Regions from separate parts of the Drosophila melanogaster genome. Here region 2 is linked to region 1. The links are chromatin contacts, called in public Hi-C maps. All regions are on one chromosome and are shown on one strand. The core of a region is the stretch at or near the end of the contact, and the rest is flanking DNA. Distances in the headings are between cores, read along the strand shown.

The links. A called contact is a pair of places that touch in the nucleus more often than the background predicts.
Region 2: a Hi-C map of the Kc167 cell line shows a contact between it and region 1, with 2.7 times the contacts expected there. The contact joins the promoter of eIF3e here to the promoter of Brr2 in region 1. A contact is called at or near these places in 14 of 107 Hi-C or Micro-C datasets (the D17-c3 cell line, the Kc167 cell line, the ML-DmBG3-c2 cell line and 6 more).

The regions. Positions count from the first base shown.
Region 1 is chr3L:15,964,477-15,970,252 of dm6, reverse strand. Brr2 (Brr2 U5 snRNP complex subunit) reads left to right here and starts at 2,381. Exons shown (of 6, transcript NM_140561.4): 1 at 2,381-2,545; 2 at 2,642-3,337; 3 at 3,395-5,776. The coding sequence starts at 2,501. It overlaps CG10516, which reads right to left and starts at 2,049. Exons shown (of 3, transcript NM_140562.2): 1 at 1,560-2,049; 2 at 693-1,254; 3 at 351-627. The coding sequence starts at 1,883. The coding sequence ends at 485. It overlaps brm (brahma), which reads left to right. Exons shown (of 6, transcript NM_168640.2): 6 at 1-171.
Region 2 is chr3L:16,784,403-16,790,521 of dm6, reverse strand. eIF3e (eukaryotic translation initiation factor 3 subunit e) reads left to right here and starts at 3,581. Exons shown (of 3, transcript NM_058037.5): 1 at 3,581-3,778; 2 at 3,873-4,265; 3 at 4,352-5,280. The coding sequence starts at 3,689. The coding sequence ends at 5,176. It overlaps CG9674, which reads left to right. Exons shown (of 15, transcript NM_176339.2): 13 at 1-1,063; 14 at 1,202-1,860; 15 at 1,979-2,949. The coding sequence ends at 2,112. It overlaps CG9706, which reads right to left. Exons shown (of 3, transcript NM_140664.4): 2 at 5,810-6,119; 3 at 5,276-5,644. The coding sequence ends at 5,471.

The DNA of each region.
Region 1 (5,776 bases), core at 1,132-3,631:
TTTTAACCATCTAACCTATCATGCTATCACTTTTATCTATACTAATTTTCTAGTTGTAGGTTCTCGATTAAGTTTCCTATTCAATTATTTTCGCACACACCATTTATTTCTCCCAATTCTATTGATTGTATAATTATGTGCTTTAAAATAAATGCATACCTAACATAAAGTAAATCGAAAAACTTGTCATTAATGGACGGCGGATTGCTCCTTGAGAGATTGTTCAACCTAGACCAGGCTGGAATTAGTAACAAAGATCTTATTTAAATCGGTACCTAAATGAATACATCGCTGCTAGCGTATAAAGGAAATGGTTTTAAATATATCAAAATGGGAAAATTATGATGTTTCGTTTAATTAATAAGTTGTATTTTAGGAAGTCTTACAGTAATTAAAATTAGCTTCAGCATTTCTACTTATTACATTTATAACTAAGCTCCTTCAAATAAATGCATACTTAAACATATTGATATGCTTGGTAAGACTAAAGCAGGTAGTGGAAGTACTCGTCGCACATCTCGTGGACACTAGCGGTGTGCTCCTCGTCGCCGCTATCACTGCTTCGCAACGTGATTTTGTGTGCATTGGCGTACAAGTCGTCCTCATCAACAGCCGCATCGTCGGTTTCTATTAATTGAAATTGCAAAAGTGATGTGGCAGAAATGATAGTGGACGTAACTTCGTGACCTCACCTCGGTACTTTTGTTTGCGCCTCAACCGTTGCTTGGAGCTTGAGAGCACTGCTTCGTCGCCCAGATCCAATTCGTTTTCGCGGGAGTTCCGGGAGTAACGAATTGGCGGTGCCAGGAACCAGTAGGATTGCATGATGCCTTTGAGACCCGGCATTTGACGCAGTTCGGCCAATTTGAGCGGCTGCCTGGACAATGCTTGGAAAGATCGCAGCTGCAGTGTGACTGGTTGCGAAGTGCAGTTGATCAGCCTAATTACGGACTTCGCGGCTGTGGAGCAGACCATGGGATATATTTTGACATCCGGATCCGTCGGGACATTGGTGTAGGCCACTCCCAGCGATCTGCGGTTCAAATAGAACTCCAAGTGCCCACGCGTTCGATCCAAACAGACACCAATCAAGCAGCCCTGCGAGAACTTCTGGCCGTAGGGCAGTAACTCGCCACAGTGCTGAATCCTTCCGGAATACGAAAAGCCCCAGGACTGGGCATTGGTGCCCAGGGCCGAGACAAAGTGAAACTTGAACTGCCCTAGATTAACGCTTTCCGTGCCGATGCCGAACATCTAGGAAAAGTTATAAGAAAAGAAAGGCAATTATAAAGAGAACATTATTTACATTGAACTTTAGCTGGCTTATCATCTAGTTGGGGTGTCTGCTGAGATTTCCTCCTCCCGCTGCGTCTGTTATCTTATCGCCGCGTTGTAATCTGTAATCCATAATACAACGAAGCGAACAATCAAGTCGTCTCCAATGGAAACGAGCACACCAGATGCCTGGTTAGTTGTGTTCTATTTTAAGGCGGCGACTTTGAGTGACATTCATCATGCTGAGCATCCCAACTAGTTGCCAAGCCGGCCTGATAACTAACCACATCCGTGCCGGCCAGAGTCGTGATGACGCGCATCTCCCAAAAGTGCACCATGTTTGTTTTTAGGGCCTGTTCCCCTCTCACAATCGCCGTGCCCTGACTGTAGGTGGGATGGAAGATGATGTCCCGGTCGGTGACCACGGCATCCGATTCATCAGTGGCGTGCCACCGCCAGGCATTCACGTTTCCGGACTCATCCTCGCCGCATTGGCACCTGACCAGGTCGGGTATATGGCCCTTGTGGTTGGTAACCTCAATGGAGTTGGGAAACGGGCAATCACAGAAGCCGGGATTGCAGGCTTCTTGGTACGGGGGCAGCAGCATGCTGGCACTTGTTCCTCTTCACTGGTTTACCTTCGATTGCTTTGTAATGAATTGTGTCAGCCGTGTACAATGATCTCGAGCAGTCGACGGACCACAAATGTTTCCAGTTAAACCAGCTGCAGCCTCATATATAAGCACATTACTCTGATCTGACTGAACAATAAACAAAACGATGCGTTGTAAATAGACGTCGGCATCGCTGCCGACGTCGCCGCCAGTGTGACCGAAGCCGCAGTTCGGAACTTAAAATATACTAGATATATCTCAATTATGAGAATTATGGTCAAATTTATAGCAATTTCTTTTGTGGATTGCTAGTGCGTAGGAAATTTTGGTGTTTACAAAAGCTAAAAAACCAGTATTCAAATTTTAAATAGAATGTTGATGGGCTACATTTTTAAAAACTTAGATGCGCGCGCTAACGATAGGTTTCCTACAAATGGCAGCCCTGATATCGATTTTCAGTTGGCTTCGCACATATGGCATCTCTTTAGCCTTTTGACAATCTGGCAGCACGCGTAGCCACAAACAGCGGCTTTTCACTACGATATTTCCGCAAAAAGTTGTAAAATAGGTTAATAAAAGTGCTTAATACTTATAAAAACAACTAAACAGACATGGCGGATGCCGCAGCACGTCAGCTGCAATACGAGTACAAGGCGGTAAGTGTCAAATCCCGCCCGGGAAAACTTCTCCCACTCCATGCGGCGTCTCACCAGAATTTCACAAACACGTTAAATGTATTTTCCATTTTTCAGAACTCCAATCTTGTGCTGCAAGCCGATGTCCGACTCATCGAACGTCCGCGCCGCGATGAGGCCACTGGCGAGGTGTGTTCCCTGGTGGGAAAGCTGGACGGAACAAGGATGGGAGATCGGTACCAGCGAACGAAGCCGGAGAAAACGGAGGAGCGCAAGGTGAAACGTCAGAAGCGCGACGAGGCCCAGTACGATTTCGAGCGGATGAAGGGAGCCACTCTGCTCTCCGAGGGCATTGACGAGATGGTGGGCATTGTGTATCGACCCAAGACCCAGGAAACTCGTCAGACCTACGAGGTCCTGCTCAGTTTCATCCAGGAGGCTCTGGGGGATCAGCCCAGGGATATCCTGTGCGGTGCCGCTGATGAGATTCTGGCTGTCCTCAAGAACGATCGTTTAAAGGATCGGGAGCGAAAGAAGGATATAGACAGCTTGCTGGGCGCAGTTACAGATGAGCGATTCGCTCTGCTGGTTAACCTGGGCAAAAAAATCACAGACTTTGGCAGCGATGCCGTGAATGCTTTGACTGCTGCTCCCAACAACGAGGAGCAGATCGATGAAACCTACGGCATCAATGTTCAGTTTGAGGAATCCGAAGAGGAGAGCGACAACGACATGTATGGCGAGATTCGCGACGATGATGCCCAGGATGAAGGAGAGGAGGCCCGCATTGATCACACACTGCATGCAGAGAATGTGAGTAATGTAGTTAAAATTGCGAATCCCATTTCTTATTCGTGTATCCCTTCCCAGCTAGCCAACGAGGAAGCCGCAAATAATGTAAAGAAAGAGCGCTCCTTGCATCCTCTGGACATAGATGCGTATTGGTTGCAGCGTTGTCTGAGCAAGTTCTACAAGGACGCCATGGTGTCGCAAAGCAAAGCCGCCGATGTGTTGAAGATCCTCAAAGATGCCGCCGACGATCGCGATTGCGAAAATCAATTGGTGCTTCTGCTGGGCTACGATTGCTTTGACTTCATTAAGCAATTGAAGCTTAACCGGCAGATGGTCCTGTACTGCACCATGCTCGCCTCGGCCCAAACGGACAGCGAGCGGCAAAGGATTCGCGAGAAGATGCGCGGAAATTCTGCGTTGGCCAAAATCCTTCGGCAATTGGATACGGGAAAGTCAGAGGATCAGGAGGAGGGCGAAGCACGGGGAAGCAAGCGTGGCAAAGGCGATGCAGAGGATGGTGGAGCGGCGGCTGCCGGGCAGGTGGCCGGTGTGCGACAGCTACTCGAGTTGGAAGAGATGGCATTCACTCAAGGATCTCACTTTATGGCCAACAAGCGCTGTCAGCTTCCCGACGGCTCCTACAGGAAACAACGAAAGGGCTACGAGGAGGTGCACGTGCCTGCACTGAAACCCGTGCCATTTGATGCCAATGAGGAACTTCAGCCTGTGGACAAGCTTCCGAAATATGTGCAGCCTGTGTTCGAGGGTTTCAAGACCCTTAATCGTATCCAAAGTCGTTTGTACAAGGCCGCACTGGACAGTGATGAGAATATGCTGCTGTGCGCCCCTACTGGAGCTGGTAAAACTAATGTGGCACTGCTAACCATGATGCGGGAGATTGGAAAGCACATCAACGAGGATGGCACCATCAATGCGCAGGATTTCAAAATCATTTACGTGGCTCCCATGAAATCGCTGGTGCAGGAAATGGTTGGCAATTTTGGACGACGTCTTGCTTGCTATAATCTGACGGTCTCTGAGTTGACTGGAGATCACCAGCTGACCAGGGAACAGATCGCCGCCACGCAGGTGATTGTGTGCACACCAGAGAAGTGGGATATCATCACTCGAAAGGGAGGCGAGCGTACCTTTGTGAGCTTAGTCCGGTTGGTTATCATCGATGAGATTCACTTGCTCCACGACGAGCGTGGTCCGGTGCTTGAGGCCCTGGTGGCGCGTACGATAAGGAATATTGAAACTACCCAGGAGGAGGTGCGATTGGTGGGCTTATCTGCCACACTGCCCAACTATCAGGACGTGGCCACCTTCCTACGCGTAAAGCCCGATAAAGGCCTCTTCTACTTTGATAACAGCTATCGGCCTGTGTCCCTGGAGCAGCAGTATATCGGTGTGACGGAGAAGAAGGCCCTAAAGCGATTCCAGGTGATGAACGAGATCGTTTATGAGAAGACCATGGAGCATGCTGGGCGTAATCAGGTCCTGGTCTTCGTACACTCGCGCAAGGAGACTGGAAAAACGGCCAGGGCTGTGAGGGACATGTGCCTGGAGCAGGATACCCTTGGTAGCTTTCTTAAGGAAGGATCAGCAAGCATGGAAGTGCTGCGGACTGAAGCCGAACAAGTAAAGAACACAGAGCTTAAGGAGTTATTGCCCTACGGCTTCGCCATTCATCATGCTGGAATGACCCGCGTCGATCGTACTTTGGTGGAAGATCTATTTGCTGATCGGCACATTCAAGTTTTGGTTTCCACCGCCACGCTAGCTTGGGGTGTCAATCTCCCTGCCCATACTGTAATCATCAAGGGCACGCAGGTATACAATCCGGAAAAAGGACGTTGGGTGGAGCTGAGTGCTTTGGATGTACTGCAGATGTTGGGTCGTGCTGGACGACCGCAGTATGATACCAAGGGTGAGGGTATTCTTATAACCAATCACAGTGAGTTGCAGTTCTATCTCTCCTTGCTCAACCAGCAGTTGCCGATTGAGTCCCAATTCATCTCCAAGCTTCCTGACATGCTCAATGCGGAGATTGTGCTAGGAACGGTCCAACATCTCCAGGATGCAGTTAACTGGTTGGGCTACACTTATCTGTACATTAGAATGCTGAGGAATCCCACGTTGTACGGAGTTTCCCATGATGCCATCAAGGCTGATCCTCTGTTGGAACAGCATCGTGCTGATCTCCTGCATACCGCAGCTTGCTGTCTGGAGAGAAGTGGCCTTATTAAATACGATCGGAAGACGGGACACTTTCAGGTTACTGATCTGGGACGCATTGCCTCTCACTATTACCTAACCCATGAAACCATGCTGACTTACAACCAGCTCCTTAAGCAAACTCTTAGTGAGATTGAGTTGTTCCGCGTATTCTCCCTATCCTCGGAATTCCGGCATATTTCCGTCCGAGAAGAGGAAAAGTTGGAGCTGCAGAAGCTCATG
Region 2 (6,119 bases), core at 2,332-4,831, 820 kb before region 1:
CTTATGTGTACGATTTAGATGGTTCCTTTAAGCCCAAGGTAAACCCGGAAAGTGTGGAACTCCTGCCGTTGGAAATTGAGAAGGATGTGCTGCTCGTCAAGGAACTGTTGGCTGATTTCATTGAGAAGACAGGCTCGAAGGTGGCCAAGGAGTTGCTTGACAACTGGGCCGAAGCCCAGGGCAAGTTTGTCAAGGTCTTCCCGTATGAATACCAAAAGGCTCTAAAGGACATGGCCGAACAACAAGCAGTGGAGCAGCCCCTGAAGTCCGCCATCGAGAATGGAAACGGAAAGCATGAACCGCACATCAAGGACATTGAGGAAGCGATTCAGGACGTGGTGCTCGAGCAGAAGCGTGCCGATCGCGTCCTGGACAAGACCCGTGGCTTTGTAAAGTACAAGAGGGAATCGGCTCCGTACCGAGATGCTGGAGAGCGACAGAAGGATTGGGATGAAGTCTACAACTTCCCACATGTGCGCAAGAACCTCAAGGTTCAAGCAGCTCGATGCATGGAATGCGGTGTGCCCTTCTGTCAGTCCAACTCCACGGGCTGTCCGCTCGGTAACATCATTCCCAAGTGGAACGACCTCGTTTTCCACGGCGAGTGGCAGGAGGCTCTGCGTCAACTGCTGCAGACCAACAACTTCCCGGAGTTCACTGGTCGAGTATGCCCCGCTCCCTGCGAGGGTTCCTGCGTTTTGGGCATCTCCGAGCCAGCTGTAACGATCAAGAACATCGAATGCGCCATCATCGATCATGCCTTCGAGCAGGGCTGGATTAAGCCAGAGATTCCGGAAGTGCGCACTGGCAAACGAGTTGCGATTGTGGGATCAGGACCTTCCGGCTTGGCCGCCTCGCAGCAGCTGAACCGCGCCGGTCACTTTGTCACCGTTTTTGAGCGCAACGATCGCGTTGGTGGACTTTTGCAGTATGGTATTCCCACGATGAAGCTTTCCAAGGAGGTGGTCAAGCGGCGGGTAGATCTGATGGCTGACGAGGGTATCGAGTTCCGCACCAATGTCCATGTGGGCAAGGACCTCAAGGCCGAGCAACTGCTGCAGGAGTAAGTATAATTGAACATTTTAGGTGATCTAGCTGATTTTTGACGATTTTGCCATGATTGGGTTAAATCAGTCCTCAAGTTTTAATAGAATATTTAGTCTAAAACACCTGTACTTATTACTCTCGAAATTTTCAACAGGTATGATGCCGTCCTCCTCACCACTGGCTCCACCTGGCCACGTGACTTGCCGCTCGCCAACCGTGACCTGAAGGGCATTCACTTTGCCATGGAATTCCTGGAGGCGCAGCAGAAGAAGCAGCTGGGCGGAAAGAATGATATAATATCTGCCGCTGGCAAGAATGTGATCATCATCGGCGGTGGCGATACCGGATGCGATTGCATTGCCACGTCGTTGCGTCAAGGCGCCAAGAGTATCACTACATTCGAGATCCTTCCGGAACCGCCACAGAAGCGTGCTCAGGACAACCCCTGGCCTCAGTGGCCGAAGGTCTTCCGCGTGGACTACGGTCACGAGGAGGTGAAGCTGAAGTGGGGCAAAGATCCGCGCCAGTACTGCACCACCACCAAGGAGTTCGTGGGCGAAAATGGAGCCATCAAGGGCGTGAACACCGTCGAGGTTGAGTGGACCAAGACGGAAACGGGCCAGTGGCGCATGCAGGAGGTGGCCGGTTCGGAGAAGTACTTCCCCGCAGACCTTATTCTCCTGGCCATGGGCTTCCTGGGTCCGGAGAAGACGGTGCCGAGCGAACTGGGCCTGGAGCTGGACCCGCGCGGCAACATCAAGGCATCCAACGGACAGTATGGCACCTCGAACTCCAAGGTCTTTGCGGCAGGAGGTCAGTTTTATGTCTACTAAGTAATAGGCTTAGTATTAAGAGTTAATCACATCAATCATTGAATGATTTCTGTATCTTTGCATAACAAAAATGTTAATTTATCTTCTGTCCTTTGCAGATTGCCGGCGTGGCCAGTCGCTGGTCGTCTGGGCCATTACCGAGGGTCGCCAGGCCGCACGACAGGTCGATTCCTATCTGACCGGCCGTCCCAGTGGGCTTCCAGGACCTGGTGGCGTCATCGCGACATCCTAAAGAGGATCCACAGAGGCAGCCAGAGCAGCTAATATCAAGTTTTGTGTGCGTGCATCGTCCTTAGCCTATAGTGCGAAATTCTTTAACGATTTGTGATTTTTATTTTCGCGATTTTAGTTTAGTTTACACTAAAAAGACTTGAGTTTTTTACACACCAAACCAAAACGAAACACGTTTCATTTAGTTTTATTTTGATCGCAAAGCTGGCTGGGAATTGTTAGTGGTTCGTCGAGATGCCCTCCATATGATGATGATGATGATGATGATGATGCGGCAGGAGTCAATTAAGAGTGCAAACTGAAATTCTGATTGAAGCCAATCAATATGTATATCTTAACGGAAATCGAATATCCAACAAAAAATCTAAGGACAATAACTAGAAACTTACCGTTATCGTTAAAATGAAAATTAATTGAACATTAAATATTTAGAAAATGCATTTTTTCAATGTTGTTTTAGCTTGAGTTGCCTAATCTATGCAAACGAAATATATGAAGTGAAAATTGATATGCTGATCTCCACCATCCTATATACAATCCATAAATCGTATATACAGAAAGAGAAATGTATTAAACTCGGCCAATATCGAAACGCATTTTTTAGATGTTGTTTTTGTGTTTTGAACTGCATTCGACCGTTGACCGCAAATGTACCTAAGTGGCTATTGTTAAAACAAATCTGCTCTTTGGCAGTTGAATGTGCGAATACAAAGAATTACACAATTTATACAAAACATATTTAACCCAAATGTATACCCTTATACAGACATCTCTATATAAATATATTTATGTGCAAGTATTTGATGAAATAAATATTCAAATTATTAAAAAGCATTTCTCCGATGAGTTGATATTTGTGTTTTGAATTTGGCATGGGAAATATATTTATTAATAGCTTGAAAAGAGAGGCAACGTCTTTTTGAAATTAAAAACCTTTGTTATATGTATACCTTGTAATTTAAAATTATTGGTATTTTACGTAAAGCGTATAACTTTAAAGGAATGAGAAACCATTGTAATGTAGAAAATATTTAATAATATTTCTTTAAATTCATTGTATGGTAACTTATGTAGTTACCGCTTTATTTAATTACTAAGTACAATATCTTGTTGTTTTATGCCGTAAGCTTGTTACGAGCGGAGCTGAAGTTCCAGTGTGTCCAGTCTGACGATAAGAAGACAGAAGATATCGTCCTCCAGGAAAGGTCTTGGCGTTAGTACCTCTTTTCGCCGTGATGCCAGACCGGGTTTCAGTCTGGGCGCCACAATTGAAATAATAATTTTTTATTGCTATAATAGCCATGCTAAGATAATAGAAATTTTGAAAATTGAGTATTTTTTGAAAGTTGTTTCAATGACTTAATTTTATTTTAAATAAATGCGCCACTTTGAAAGCTTGAAAAAAATACGGCTTCAGGGTCATGGTATTTAATGTCGTGGAAATACCACACTCTGGTAACTCTGAGCGGGCGTCACTCTTTTCGTCTCTGGGCACACTGTCGGCCCTCGCACGCGTATTTTTCTGCCGATTTTGCGTGTAAATTTAATTGTGAAAACATAGTAAAACAGCTGCAATCATGGCCAATTTCGATCTGACACGCATCAATTGCCAGTTTTTGGACAGGCATTTGACCTTCCCGCTGCTGGAGTTCTTGTGCGGCAAGGAGGTTAGAAAAGCGACCAGGCGGTGCTCCGCTGGCGGTTGCCGAGTCACCAGTACATAACTATGGGAAATCTTCATATGTGTGACTTTCGTTGCAGATCTACAACCAGCAGGAGCTGCTGGAGTACATTTTGGAGACGGTGAACAAGACGAACATGATCGATTACACGATGGACACCCGCAAGCGTCTCAATCTCAGCCAGGAGATGCCCGAGGAGCTCGTGCAGCGCAAGGCGGAGGTCCTGGCCACGCTTAAGCAGCTGCAGAACGAGGTGGCACCCATCATGAAGGCCACCGACATTCTTAAGAACGGTGAGAGCATGAAGGACTCGAAGACCTTCGTCAACGCCCTTCAGAAGGACTACAATTTTAAGGTGGAGCACCTGGAGAGCGCCTACAAGCTGGCCAAGTACCTCTACGAGTGCGGCAACTATCAGGAGTCCACCTCTTACCTGTACTTCTGCCTCATCGTCATGTCGCCCAACGACAAGGTGCGTATGGAGCTAAATTAACATGAAAAGCGGCAAAAACCACTAAAACAAGAATATTAATTGATATTGTCTCCCAAATTTTGCAGAACTACCTTAATGTGCTGTGGGGCAAGCTGGCCGCCGAGATTCTGACCCTCAACTGGAACACTGCTCTGGAGGATCTGACGCGTTTGCGCGACTACATTGACAACGCCAACTTCAGCACCATCCAGGCCCTGCAGCAACGCACCTGGCTGATCCACTGGTCGGTCCTGGTCTTCTTCAATCACCCCAAGGGACGCGATCTCATTATTGAGATGTTCCTGTACAAGCCCCTGTATTTGAACGCCATTCAGACAATGTGTCCGCACATCATGCGTTACTTGGCCACCGCCGTAGTCATCAACCGCACCCGCCGCAATGCTCTAAAGGATTTGATCAAGGTGATCCAACAGGAGTCGTACACGTACCGCGATCCCATCACCGAGTTTCTGGAGTGTCTGTACGTGAACTTTGATTTCGAGGGAGCGCGTCTGAAGCTGCACGAGTGCCAGACGGTGATCCTCAACGACTTCTTCATCGTGGCCTGCCTGAATGAGTTCGTGGAGGATGCCCGCTTGATGATCTTCGAGACATTCTGCCGCATCCACCAGTGCATCACCATCAGCATGCTGGCCGATAAGCTGAACATGAAGCCCAACGAGGCTGAGTGCTGGATCGTCAACCTTATCCGCAATGCCCGTCTGAATGCCAAGATCGATTCGAAACTGGGTCATGTGGTGATGGGCACCCAGCCCTTGAGTCCCTATCAGCAGCTGGTGGAGAAGATCGACTCGCTGTCCATGCGGTCGGAGCATTTGGCAGGTTTGATTGAGCGCAAGAGCAAGCAGAAGCAGAATCAGGAGTCGGCCGACTCCTGGAAGTACTACTAGTTGCTGACTTTTTATCCACAATTAAGTTAAGACTCTTTGTACCCTTTAAAAACCGATGATTGCGCGCAGTCGAGCGAATAAATTAACATCTTACTCATTCGCTCAATTCAACATTTGATTTTATTTCCTTCGGAATCAAAATTAGTTATACAAAAAACAATACCAAGGCGGGAATTTGTAATTTCGCTAGCCTACAGAATGCAAACGTCTGCTAATCCTAGAATTAGTTGTTTGTACCTACAAGTGGGTGCTGGATCTTTATGACGATCTGGCCCCGGATCACACTATTGATTGCTACCGCGATTTCTGCTTGACCACCAACCAGGATCTGACGGGCAGGTCCTGCAAGTAAACGATCCATTTGCGCACCAGCAGCAGCCACACTATGCCGTACAGAACGCAAATGCCCGACTCCAAGTAGTACCCATCGAAGGTTATCTCGCACTTGCCAGCCGACGCTTCACAGCTCTGCGGGAGAAAATTAAGAAAAATATTTGTTTAGTTACTTTTATCTCATAACTGGCAAAGTTTATCTTTTCCTGGTTTGGGGTAAAACTTTCACCATACATATGTATCCATATACAATAATAATAATAATCTTGTATGCTGTAGAATCTCTCTCTGAGCACTCACCTGTTGCTCCTCCTTGCCCTGGCAGGTATTTTCCGCATTATTGGAGCACTGCTTCCAGGTGAGCACGTCCACCAACCACAACACCACTGTGTTGGGCCAATTACCGCCCAGATTGCACAATGTGTTCAAAAATGTCATGTAAGTGCCACCGACGGCTGGATCGGAGATCTTGGCGAAAAAGGCCATGGCGGCCACAAACATGGAGTACAGGAATACTTGGTAGATGGCATAACTGGTGATCAGCAGGACGTAGTAATAAGCAGGCACGGCTCCTCCACGGACAATATAGGGTGTGATGTAGGCCAAGCCA